Regions from separate parts of the Mus musculus genome. Here region 1 is linked to region 2. Evidence: chromatin contacts called from public Micro-C data. All regions are on one chromosome and are shown on one strand. Each heading gives the region's core, a stretch centred on a gene start, on an enhancer-like site or on the middle of the called end of the contact. The rest is flanking DNA. Distances are from core to core; before and after follow the strand shown. Region 1 holds the start of Pglyrp1 (peptidoglycan recognition protein 1). Region 2 holds the start of Psg25 (pregnancy-specific glycoprotein 25).

Region 1 (5,974 bases), core at 1,464-3,963, 350 kb before region 2:
CTATGGATTCCACTCATTAACCAAGTCTCAAGTGAGAACTACCCCTAGGTGGGGCACCTTGGAGCTAGGTGAGCAGCTTCAAGTTGGACAGTGGAAGAGTCAGCCTCTGAGGTGCTGATGAGTCAGAGGATGCTGGGACTTGGGATCTAAGCCCCTGTGCGCCACTTAGGAAGCCAGCTTACAGCCTGCCTCACAGGAGACTGAATCAAGATGGGAACATGGCACCCAGAGCCAGGCTTAGTAAGCCTTGTGTCATGGCAAGCTGTGGGCCTTTATGAAAGATTCTCTTCTGGAAGACTAGTAGACACTTTGGTGTGTGTGAGGTGAACCTGTCTTCAGCACAGGGACAAAAGCCCTGTCACTTTAGGGAGACAGCAGAGAAGCCATTGACTGACTCCTGCATCCCCTGTGCATTACAATGTCCTAACTTTGACACCACCTGGCCTTGGGTGGAGGAGGCACTGCGTGACTTTACAGGGATGCCTGCAAACCTCAGCCACCATCGTAAGATAGGCAGAGTCAAGAGCTTCATATAGGGGCTGGAGAGATGGCTCAGTGGTCAAGGGTGCTTACTGCTCTTGCAGAAGACTCAGGTTTGATTCCCTGAACCCACATGGTGGCTCACAACTTGTAATTCAACTTCAAGGGGGATCCAATGCCCTCTTCTGACCTCTAGGGCTCTTGCACACACATGCTGTACAGACATACACTGAGGTGTATACACATCCACATGCACAAAGAAACACACACACACACACACACACACACACACACACACACACACACACATATAGAGGTATCTAGGTAGTACAAACCCAAACCTTCATTTACAGGCAAGGAAATTGAGGCTGAAAGCTGTGGCCCCAGTTCAGCCTTCCCTACCCCACTTCAATCTAGGGGAGGGGCTTTGATGCTGGAGCCTTAGAATGATTAAACTCTCAGGTGGGGCCGGCGATGGTGGTGCACGCCTTTAATCCCAGCACTCGGGAGGCAGAGGCAGGCGGATTTCTGAGTTCGAGGCCAGCCTGGTCTACAGAGTGAGTTCCAGGACAGCCAGGGCTATACAGAGAAACCCTGTCTCGAAAAACCGAAAAACAAACAGAAACAAAAACCCTCTCAGGTGGGATGGCTTCTGACCCTCAGGTGCTTGGCAGAGAGAGCAGTCTTATGGGCACTGGCATTTCCAGTCGATTCTGCAGGCAACTGGCTCTTAGCGCAGCCTTAGAAGTCATAGGGTTCAAACAGGCCCAGGTATGACACCCCGGCCTGTGACACTGAAAAGCAGGTGTGACGGATCAATCTAAGCAGACCTTTGTGGCCAGCCAGTGGGAGCCTACTAACACCTGGGTCGATCTATGCCTGTCCCTCACCCAGAACCTTCTGTGTGGATACTGTTTGACCGCAATACTCACCATGACCTTTGCGTCCGTGCCCCCTCCCTCCCTTCCCACCCCATCTTTGGCTGAAGGAACCTCCTAGGACTTGCCTCTGTGCCGGACACCCCAATCCCTAGCTTCCTTCTGCCTCTTCTAGAGCCACATCAAAGCCACAGGAAGCCGTCCCTTACCTAGGGATCTGACATCTCTCTCACCTATTTCCCCCCACCTCCATCCACCCTTATTGGAGATAAGATTTTGCTGAGAAGCCCAGGGTAGCCTTGAACTCACAGCAATCCTCTTTTTTTTTTTTTTTTTTTTTTTTTGCAATCCTCTTTCCTTATCCTTCCAACTGCTGGGATTACAGGCATCAATACTGTGCCTATCAAAGCCCTCCCCCCTAAAGCATGTGTGTGTGTGTGTGTGTGTGTGTGTGTGTGTATGTGTGTGTGAGTGAGAGATGCGTGTATGTGATGCATGCGTAGGTGTCACGGACACCATCAGTCCATCAATAGTCAGTTTTCTCCTTCTGCCTGAGTTAGAACTCAGGTTGTTGTACTTGCTAGGAAACACCTTTACACACGGAGCCAGTGGGTTCTTGGTCCACCCCAAACACATCTTTTTCTGTCTTTATGCACACAGGGCTATCGTGATATGCTTCAAGCAATGCTCCCATCTAGAACTCTGGCACACAGGAGACATTAGCCCATAGCTTTGGGGCTCCTGCCATATGCTAGCCAGTTTCCTGGGTATTGGGTATTAGGGGCCATAATACCGTTGACCTTTGCAGAAGAGGAAGCTGGGCCCTGAGCATCTGTTTCCCTGGTCCTGCCTTGCAATATGCCCACTCACTTGGTGCAAGGCTCAGCCTGGTGTTGTCCTGGCAAGGCCTAGGCCTTTAGGAAAGATACATATGAAAGTCACCTTGTATGTGAAGCAGCTCCTGTCCCCTCTTACAGGGGAGAAAGCCTCAGCACCCACAGGAGATTGCAGATCCAGCACCAGGAGGGTTGGAAGGTGTGGTCGACCTCCTTCAGCCCACTCCATACTCACTTGTAGGCTACATCGCACCAGCCCAGCTCATTCTTGTGGTAATGCTGCACATTGCGGGCCTGCTGTTCACAGGAGTCCGGGCTGTTGCAGAAGCTGCCGGCTGTGTGTGAGATCACCACGTAGCGAACTGGGTGCCCCAGGCGGCTAGAGCACTCGGATGGCAGGGCCCTCCACTCACTGCGGGGCACGATGAAACTGCAGGAGGTTGCCAGACCCAGGAGGGCAAGGAGAGCACAGGCAAACAACATGCTGGACGTGCCGCACAGGACTGCAGGGCTGTGTATGAGCTGGCCCTCATCCTGTGTACTTTATCTTCTGGGCATGGTGAAGGGTGTGGGCAGAGGAAGGGCTTGCTTCACACCTGGGCGGGACTTTCCGACCCAGACCCAGCTTCCTCCTTTAACCAGAGGTGGGGCCGTGATGGAGCCTTTGCTAAGTGTCAGTAGGTGGGGAGAGAGGCTCTCTCATCAGGAAGGGCACAAAGGACTGGACATTCAGTTGTTTCCTGGGGTTTCCAAGGCTTAGATCTCAGTGGGGGATGGTGTAACCTAACAGGAACTTGCATAGGTAAGGGGCCCAGGGCTTTGGCACAAACTTACTTCCTGCAGGTGGGGCTAACAAAAGTTCCTTTTAAGAATGTATTCCTGTATGAGTGTCTCACATAGCTTAGGATGACTTTGAACTCTGTTTAGCCAAGGATGACCTTCAGCTCCTGCTCCTCTTGTCTCCACACCCCAAGTACTGAAGTTACAGGTGTGCACAGCCTCTGCACCTGGCTGCAGATCCCACAGGGTCCAAGTCTGAGGATGCTCAACCCTACGGGGCAGGACAGGAGGCTAAGTGTGTGGATGCCCATTGCACAGCAGAGGAAAATGTTTGGAGACTGGAAGTCGCTTCCCAAGAAACGGCAGGCAGTAGTGCTTCCTGTCCAGTGTCTGAATCAGCCAGGGTGCCTGCATCCGAACTCCAGCCATTTTCTACTGTGTGAGCCCACACTAACTTCTTAACCTCTTGGTGCCCGTTTGTGTGACTGCAGTATGGAGTTGGTAACAGGGCTTCTGACCCCCAGAGTTGATCAGAGAGAACTGGGTTTCAGCCCTTGGATGTCTGGCACATTGTGTCATGTGTCACTACTACACCTTCAGGCCAGCTCCTGTTTGCATGGTGACCATCGCAGTTCTGCTCTGGAGAGAAGTGACACTGGGTGCAGAGGGTCACATTCATTCAGGTCTTGTGGAGAGCTGTCCCTGGGCTTCTGTCCCAGTCAGACTCCCATTCCCATGCCTCTCACCACACATGGGGATTCAGGACAGACAGCCTTGCTCTTTGCTTTCACTTTGAATGGATTTGGGTATTCCTCCCTTGGGGCCTCTCACATTCTCCAGGGATCTTCAGTAAATCTGTTTGCTCAAAAGTAAATAAATTTATTTATTTATTTATTTATTTATTTATTTATTTATTTATTTATTTATTTATGGTCATGCTACAGATGGAACTCAGGGCCTGTGCTTGGAAGGTAAGCACTTTACTACTGACCTATGCCCCAGCCCCTCACTGGGGGATTCTAGGCAGGGGCTCTACCACTGAGCCACGCCCCCAGCCCCTCATTGGGGGATTCTAGGCAGGGGCTCTACCACTGAGATATGCCCAAAGTTCTGCTTTGTAATATTAAAACTAAGGCTTCTTGAGGCTCTTCTCTTTGGCAGTTTACAGGGTCCCCGGGAGCAGAGTAGGCTGTACATGCTTAGCATGTTCAGGTGTAGCAAGAAGGTACGGGTTTTGATGGTAATCGGACACATCTGGAATAAGGGGAGCACAGCAACAGTGAGGCATTTGCAGCACTGTAAGAAGCTGATAAGTGACTGAAGAGGATTAGTAGCGGAGGCTGGAGAGACGGCTCAGAGGTTAAGAGCACTGACTGCTCTTCCAGAGGTCCTGAGTTCAATTCCCAGCAACCACATGGTGGCTCATAACCTTCTGTAATGAGATCTGATGCTCTCTTCTGGTGTGTCTGAAGACAGCTACAGTGTACTTACATAAAATAAATAAATCTTTAAAAAAAAAAGTATTACTAGTGTAATGACACTCAGAAAAGGCCAGCTCAGATCTGAGCTTTGATCACACAGGGCCAGATACATGCTGAGACAGCGAAATCCAGGTGGGAGGGAGTGGAAATCGCAATAGCAGTGACTCTGCGTAAGATAATGCTAAGAGGGGCAGGAGAGATGGCTCAGTGCTCAGGAGCATGGGCTGCTCGGGAAGGGGAGTCTGCTTCCAGCACCCATGGCAGGCACTCGGGCCTGTAAGTCCAGTAAGTCCAGCTCCAGGGCATCCGACCTCCTCTCCTGGTCTCTTGACCACTTGCACTCAAGACTGTCTGTCTGTCTGTCTCACACACACACACACACAGCTGCCAGGGAAGAGCTCCATGGTGTCGGACTGTACATCCATCCAGTCTCCTAGTAACTGCTGGGTACGTGTTATGTGTGGTGCATCACTCACCTGTGGTCCTGGATACATGGGGAGAGGGAACAAGAGGTGTTAAAGAAAGATTTAGATTCATGGCTTGTCCACAGCGGACAGTGTTCTTCCATCCCCTCTGGCAGGCTCAAGAGAAAGGGCCCTTGTGAAACAGAAAATCTTGCCTGTGTGGCATGCCCTAGGGAGGAGTATTAGGCAGGACAATGCACAGAGCCTGGACTCGGGTGGGGGGAGCCCTGGGTCTGTGGGGACCTGCTTGGCAGAGCTACGTGACCTGGAGACAATGTGGGGCAGGGCTCCCAGCACTTGATGAGAGATTGTTCCTCCACGTGGGGACAGAGGACTCTAAGCATGCTTCTGAGGCTGTTTATTGCTCCTGTTTGAGGCTTTGTATCACTGTGTAGCCCTGGTTGGCCTGAATCTTGCTACCTCAGACTCACAGATACCTGCCTGCCTTTGTATGCTGGGATTGAAGGACTGTGCCTAGCAGTTATTTGTTTTTGAGGCAGAATCTCAGGCATTCCAGCCTGGTTTCATATCTGCTGACTAGCTGAGGCTGACTTTGAACTCTTGAGCTTTTTGAACCCCCCCCCCCCAACCCCCAAGACTCACTGCTGGGTGGGACGGGCATGGGTGGGGAGGGGAGAGAGAACAGAAGTAGAAGGAAATCTACGGCAGGTCCTGTAACAGAAGCTGAAGGAAGTAAACATTTCTAGGAGGAACTTGTCACTGGGCTGTCTTCTGTCCATTTAAGTGTTCTTGTTTCGGGTTTAATCTGGAGGCTGAGAGGGACAAAGCAGACTTGTATTTTGTCACCCAGCCAGGGGCAATGGAGGATGCTCCACACCCAGCTCTACCAGAAGCTGGAGAACTTGCTAGTTCTCATCTGATTCTGAACTGCCTGTGGGTCTGTGGGCCTCCCATGCACAGGGAGGAAGACCGTCTGAGACAGCCTTTTGGTTGGTGTTTGTTTTCCTGGGAATGTCCTTCTGTGTCTGATGTGTGTACTCTGTGCTTTTTGTCTTCTTGAGACAGGGTTTCTCTGTGTATCTCTGGCTGTCCTG
Region 2 (6,085 bases), core at 1,465-3,964:
CTCTGATTTCTCCTGGATGACTCTGAATTGGTGTTGGAGAGAGACATGGGGGAGAGAGAGAGAGAGAGAGAGAGAGAGAGAGAGAGAGAGAGAGAGAGAGAGAGAGAAAGATAGAGAGATTTTCTTTCAGGTAAGTGGAAAATTCCAGGGGGAAAGGCAAGCTTAACATCATGTGAGTTTTCTTTCTGTCCTCTGCCCATGCCTTCCTGTCCATCCATTTGCTTCCATAATCCCATGACCCAGAGGATCACTCCCATGACCCGGAGGATCACTCAGAACTTGGAATCATTCTCAAGGTTTTTACCTCAAAATTTCCCAGCTCCTTTTTTGTTTCAGCTGGTGATTGGCTTCTGCTCTGAGTTCAGTGGAGTCAGAAGAGACAGGGGATGAATGTGCCTTGGAGGCCTGTCCCTTGTCAGGATGATATTTATGCTTTTAAGATGCCTTTTTGCTTACTATTAAGAATGTCACCAGTGTTAACCAGAGCATCCCTGAGCTCAGATTATGTGACCTTTGAAGAGTAAACCAAATGTGGATAACCTTGACTGGTGTCCTGGCTGAGTGTTCAGCTGTGTGGGGCTGTGGACATCAGCACATATGATGTCTGAATGGAGAGAGAAGGACACTCATTTGTAGAATAGGAAACTTCCTGTGGTGTCTCCCTTTGGAGAAGGACTTGACAGTTTAATACAGTGTCCTTGTTAGTTTTAACTGTCACCTTGACACAGCCAGAAGTCACCTGGGGGAAAATTCTACACTGAATAATTTCCTTATCTGCTCTGGCTGGGGATATGTCTGAAAGCAATTGTCTTAACTGATGCAGGAAGCCCAGGGCACTGTGGGCAGCACCATGCATAGGCAGATGGTCCTTGGTTGCATAAGAGAGCTAGCTAAGCATGATCCAGAGAATGATCCAGCAAATGATCCAGCAAGCAGCATGTTTTCTGCCTTGACTTCCTTCAGGGCTACACTATCGTTGAGGCCAACCAGCGGCTCACATGTCCAGGTTCAAGCCTGGAAGGCACCTTGGAATCTGGAAGAAAAGAGGGAATCTAGGCAACGAAAGAAAGGATGGAACCAAGACAATAGTTTGATCAAGATTCAAGTTCAATATTGGGGAACATGTGCTTATAAAAAGGGGGCCCATTCCCACCGAATCATCCTTGTAGTCCAGCTGCAGGTGACCACGTGTAGGCTCAGGAATAGCTAGGTGGCAGGTAGCAGCGGTGGCAGTGGTAGAACAATAGGGTGGCAGGCTCCACCCCAGGTGATTTCCTAGTGACAACAAGTCAAGCCTGCTCAGCCTGTTTTCAGGCTGTGGGGGGAGGTTACACACTATGTCCCAGACCTGGACAGGAAGTGCATGCTCTGCTCTCCTGAACTGCTTCTGTTCACAGTGTTTTTATCACAGTGAGATAAAGAGACCTATATCACTGTACAGGGAAGGGCAGTTGGCACTTCCATTTGAATCACTGTTCTGTTTCCTGTCCTCAGTAGGGGTCCCTCAGTATCCATTGGGCCAGGAGAAGGAAGGATTGAGACCCTAGACATGGGCCAGTGAGTACAGGTGCACCCCATTTCCATTACTGTCCTCTTGCTTGAGTCTGAAGAGAAATGAACCATGCTTTTCCACTTACATTTTTGGGTACAAAGCTCTTCCTGAAAGGACCTATCCTCTGGAGGCACACCACTTCATCCAACTTTAGTCTTGGATTTCCCAGGGAGAATATGGAAGCCTGCCTAGACTCATCCCACCCTAGATGGAATCATGAGATCTGCAAAGCACATGAGCAGGATGATGGTCCCTGCATCCCACCTTGCTGAAGGGACCAGGGCAGGTCATATTGTGGTGTTTACCCCCCTGCTCTAGCCCTGGAAATGAGCCTTCAGTTCTCCCAGAAAACTCTATTCTGAGGTATCAGGTTCCACACCTAACTCTCAATTGTTTCCTTGAGCTTTGACCTTGCCTAGGAGTCTGCTTTCCATTCCTGTCCCCACTAACCTTGATCTCTCTCCCTAGACCCTGCTCTGTTTCCTGTGTCTATGCCCCCGCCCCTTGCTGGGCATCCTGAAATTCCCCTCCCTCCTGGCATCTCCCAAGGGGAAGTCAGGACTTTTGCTGCAGAATCACCCAGACAAAGGGCATAGGTGACCCAGGAAGACCAAAGAGCAGTTTGGCTCAGCCAACACACAGTTCAACCAACCCATAATTCTGGAAGGTTACCTGAAGCAGTCAGTAGGAAGAGGAGCCCACAGTCCTTTCCAGGACATACAGGTCACCTCTTCCCCAACACCAAGAACATAAATCTCATCACACAGCTGCTTCAGGAACTCAGTCTTGAGTCAGGAACTTAACTGGTGACATTAGTAATAAAGGGTTTATCTTCATCCTCAGTTGTCACACAACTCTGGTTTCTTCCAACACTCACAGTAATATTTGTCACCATCCTGTTGGGAAATCCCACCTTCCCAGAGCACTGAGGACACAGGGCAGACTGGGTGCTCAGCTGGGTCTGTGTGTCACAGGGACACATAGGAAAGATGAAGGCTCCCTCTCTGATGCTGACAGACACATGTCCAGGAGTCAGCAGATGTCAGCCCTTGGATGAGTTGTTATTCTCTGAGGGCTTGTCGATGCTTATCAGCCTTGTTACTCAAGGTTTTGTTGGAGAAGAAACATAAAGAGAGAAAATGTGAGAAAGATGTGGGGCAGCACTGAGAGTGGAAGTGACTGAGCAGTGCTTTGGACACAGATCCCACAGCCTGTAGGATTCTTGGAAGTGCTCCTGCCTGAGAGAAATTCCACTTAGAAGAAAGAAGGAAATCGGAGACCAGGTGCCTTGCAGGAGCTGAAGGTCTTTTCAGTGAAAGGACAGTACAGTGAGACTAAATATGGTGGTGTCCTTTGAACTTTTCAGCAAAGTGTGTACCTCCTGGCAGAGGGTCCTGCTCACAGGTAAGTGTTTCAACTATCTGATTGTATGGGAAGGGTAACTCAGAAGCCCAATGTCTTCTGTAGAGGAGATGTTTAGAGAAGACTTGGGTGTCTGTAGTTGCAGTGCAGAAGATACATTGAGGGACAGAGGCTCAGCAGCAGGAGCTCTGAGCAGACAGGAGCTGATGAGGGGAGGATAATCCTCAGGTACCCCTGTTCAAAATCAGTCACATTGGCTGCCATGATCTGAAGCCCTTGTTTCCAACCCTGACATGCTGATTTTCCAAATTGAAATTAAACCTGGGAGGGGCAATGAGATGGCTCAGTGTGTGGAGACATGCCAGTCTGAATTCATTCCTCAGCTCTCATAGGGTAGATGGAGATACAGGGTACTGCAGGGTCTTCTCTGCCCTCTATACACATGTGTGTCATGTACCTGCAATGTGCACACTGAGACACGTGCCTTCCCAAACCCACATATACAATACAGAAATATAAATCACACTTGAATGTAATGATAGCCATTTGTAACAAACCTGGGCACTATGTAGATAAATTCATGGAGATATCCTTCCTTCCTTCCTTTCCTTCCTTCCTTCCTTCCTTCCTTCCTTCCTTCCTTCCTTCCTTCCTACTTTCCTTCCTTCCTGTTTCCTTTGGTTTTTTTTTTCCTTCCTTTTTACCCCCATTATTTTCTGAGATCTTTTAAGGAGCTGAACATTCCAAAAAGATAATTCTAATCACTGTTTTCACAAAGCCTTTAAAAAAAAACCAAAAAATGTTTTTATTAGACATTTTCTTTATTTACATTTCAAATGTCATACCCTTTCTAGGTTTCCCCTGAGAAAACTCCCTACCCCCTTCCCCTTCCCTCTGCTCCCCAACCCACCCTCTACTGCTTCCTGTACTTGGCATTCCCCTATTCTTGGGAATAGAACCTTCTCAGGACCAAGTTCCTCTTCTTCCATTGATGACCAACTAGGCTATCCTCTGCTACATATTCAGCTAGAGCCATGAATCCCACCATGTGTTTTCTTTGCTTGGTAGTTTAGTCCCAGGAAGCTCTGGGGGTACTGGCTAGTTCCTATTGTTGTTCCTCCTATGTAGCTGTAAACCCCTTCTGCTCCTTGGGTACTTTCTCTATCTCCTTCATCAGGGACCCTGTGCTCTGTCCAATGGATGGCTGTGAACATCCACTTCTGTATTTGTCATGCACTGGCAGAGCCTTTCAGGAGACAGCTATATCAGGCTCCTGTCATCAAGGTCTTGATGGCATCCATCATAGTGTCTGGGTTTGTTGTTGTATATCAGATGGATCTCCAGGTGGAACAATCTCTGGATGGTCATTCCTTCAGTATCTGCTCCAAACTTTGTCTCTGTAACTCCTTCCATGGGTATTTGGTTCCCCCTTCTAAGAAGGATCAAAGTATCTACACCACAGAGCCTTTTCTAGTGATCCAGAAGTCACAATATCTAGAGTATAGCCTCCAGCAGCTACATGAATTGAGTTCTTGAAATGAAAGCTGGGGATGTATGGGATGGACAGAGAGAGAACTAACGATCCAAGACAAAGTTCTCTGATCAAGGCCCAATGTTTATGAGTCTGATCTTATAAGGGGGGAGGGGACCCATCCCCTACTATGCCAGGATCTTGTTGCTTTGTCAAGATCTCATCAGAAAAACAGGTTCAGCCTCTCAGCAGGTAGTGGCTTCTTAGAAGAAGGAGCAGATGTAGCAGGACAATAGATTTTACCTAGTTTGGAAGACTCCACCCTAGGTGGGCTAGCTGACTGTGAGAAACACAAGGTCTGAATCAGCCAGATCAAGGCTGGGGGGAAGGGCACACCAGAGAATAGATTCAATGGTTTAATAGAACTGTAACTAGAACAAAACACAATCCAGAAAGTGAGGATTGTGTGCAGGAGAGGAGGAGGGATAGGAGGAAGCAGAGGAGGATGAAAGAGAGCTCATTCTCATCACAGCACACACTCTTTAGATGAAGAGTGATATGGGGACAACTGAGTAGAGGATTTCACAGAGAAGAAATGATACCCTCTGAAGGCATGGAGGTTATGGTGCACATCTCTATTATGGGCATACCACTACCCATAGGCATAAGCTGAGGGATGCTCAAACATACTCATGATTGGTGACTTATTTCTCCTCCCTCTAGCCTCCATCTTAACCTACTGGCTCCTGCCCACCACTGCCAGAGTCATCATCCATTCTTTACCACTCCAAGTGGTTGAAGGAGAAAATGTTCTTCTACATGTTTACAATCTGCCAGAGAATCTTCTAGGCCTTGCCTGGTACAGAGGGTTGCTAAATTTGAAACTTGGAATTGCACTGTATTCACTACAATATAATGTAAGTGTGACTGGACCTGAGCACAGCGGTAGAGAGACATTGCACAGAAATGGGTCTCTGTGGATCCAAAATGTCACCCAGGAGGACACAGGATATTACACTCTTCGTACCATAAGTAAAAATGGAAAACTGGAATCAAATACATCCATGTTCCTTCAGGTGTACTGTAAGTAATTCTTTGTGAAGTCTGAGTGCTGGGTTGGGTCCCTCCACTAGACACACAGAAGTGTCAGGCCTGGCCTGTGTCTCCTTTCCCTCAGCATTGTGTCTCCATGTTGGGGCTTGAACATTTAGTGCAGGACACACATGGTGGAGAACAATGTCAGGTGTGCAGAATCCCTCATTTAACTTCATCTTGGAGAAACCTGGATACAGGGTGGGCAAGTCAGCCAAGGACATCAGCCTCTGTCTAGATCTTGGGGTCCTTCATAGGAAACCTTCCTCGAGAAAGTCCTTGAGGAAAGAAAGAAGGGCCTGTGGAAGCCATGGGCATCTTACAGAGCTGAGTACCAGAAACTCCTGACTCCACACCTCTGTTCCAGCCTCCTGTGGGCCCTGAGAAGCTTTGTGCTAGGGTTAGATCTTGACTTTCTGTCTGCAGAGAAGAGTGCTTGTTGTAGTCAATGTCTTGCTCCATGTGGAACCAAACCGTGTACTGCCATGAGAGCCATGATCAGGCTATGTCTCCTGGTCATCCTAGTGACCCAGAGGGAGACCACATCAGGGAAGATCCCCAGGCCATTAACCGATTGTCCTAATGGGTTCATGAGACTTCCAAGAAGG

What was found. A called contact is a pair of places that touch in the nucleus more often than the background predicts.
Region 1: a contact with region 2 is called in a Micro-C map of embryonic stem cells, with 5 times the contacts expected there. The contact joins the promoter of Pglyrp1 here to the promoter of Psg25 in region 2. A contact is called at or near these places in 12 of 39 promoter capture datasets (the 3T3-L1 cell line, 3T3-L1-derived adipocytes, cranial neural crest and 6 more), 1 of 15 datasets of contacts at CTCF or cohesin (embryonic stem cells), 5 of 484 Hi-C or Micro-C datasets (embryonic stem cells, liver, palatal mesenchyme and 1 more) and 1 of 9 other capture datasets (embryonic stem cells).

Annotation. Positions count from the first base shown.
Region 1 is chr7:18,881,429-18,887,402 of GRCm38.p6, reverse strand. It overlaps Pglyrp1 (peptidoglycan recognition protein 1), which reads right to left and starts at 2,713. Exons shown (of 3, transcript NM_009402.2): 1 at 2,430-2,713. The coding sequence starts at 2,677.
Region 2 is chr7:18,528,856-18,534,940 of GRCm38.p6, reverse strand. It overlaps Psg25 (pregnancy-specific glycoprotein 25), which reads left to right and starts at 2,714. Exons shown (of 5, transcript NM_054060.1): 1 at 2,714-2,956; 2 at 5,109-5,468. The coding sequence starts at 2,893.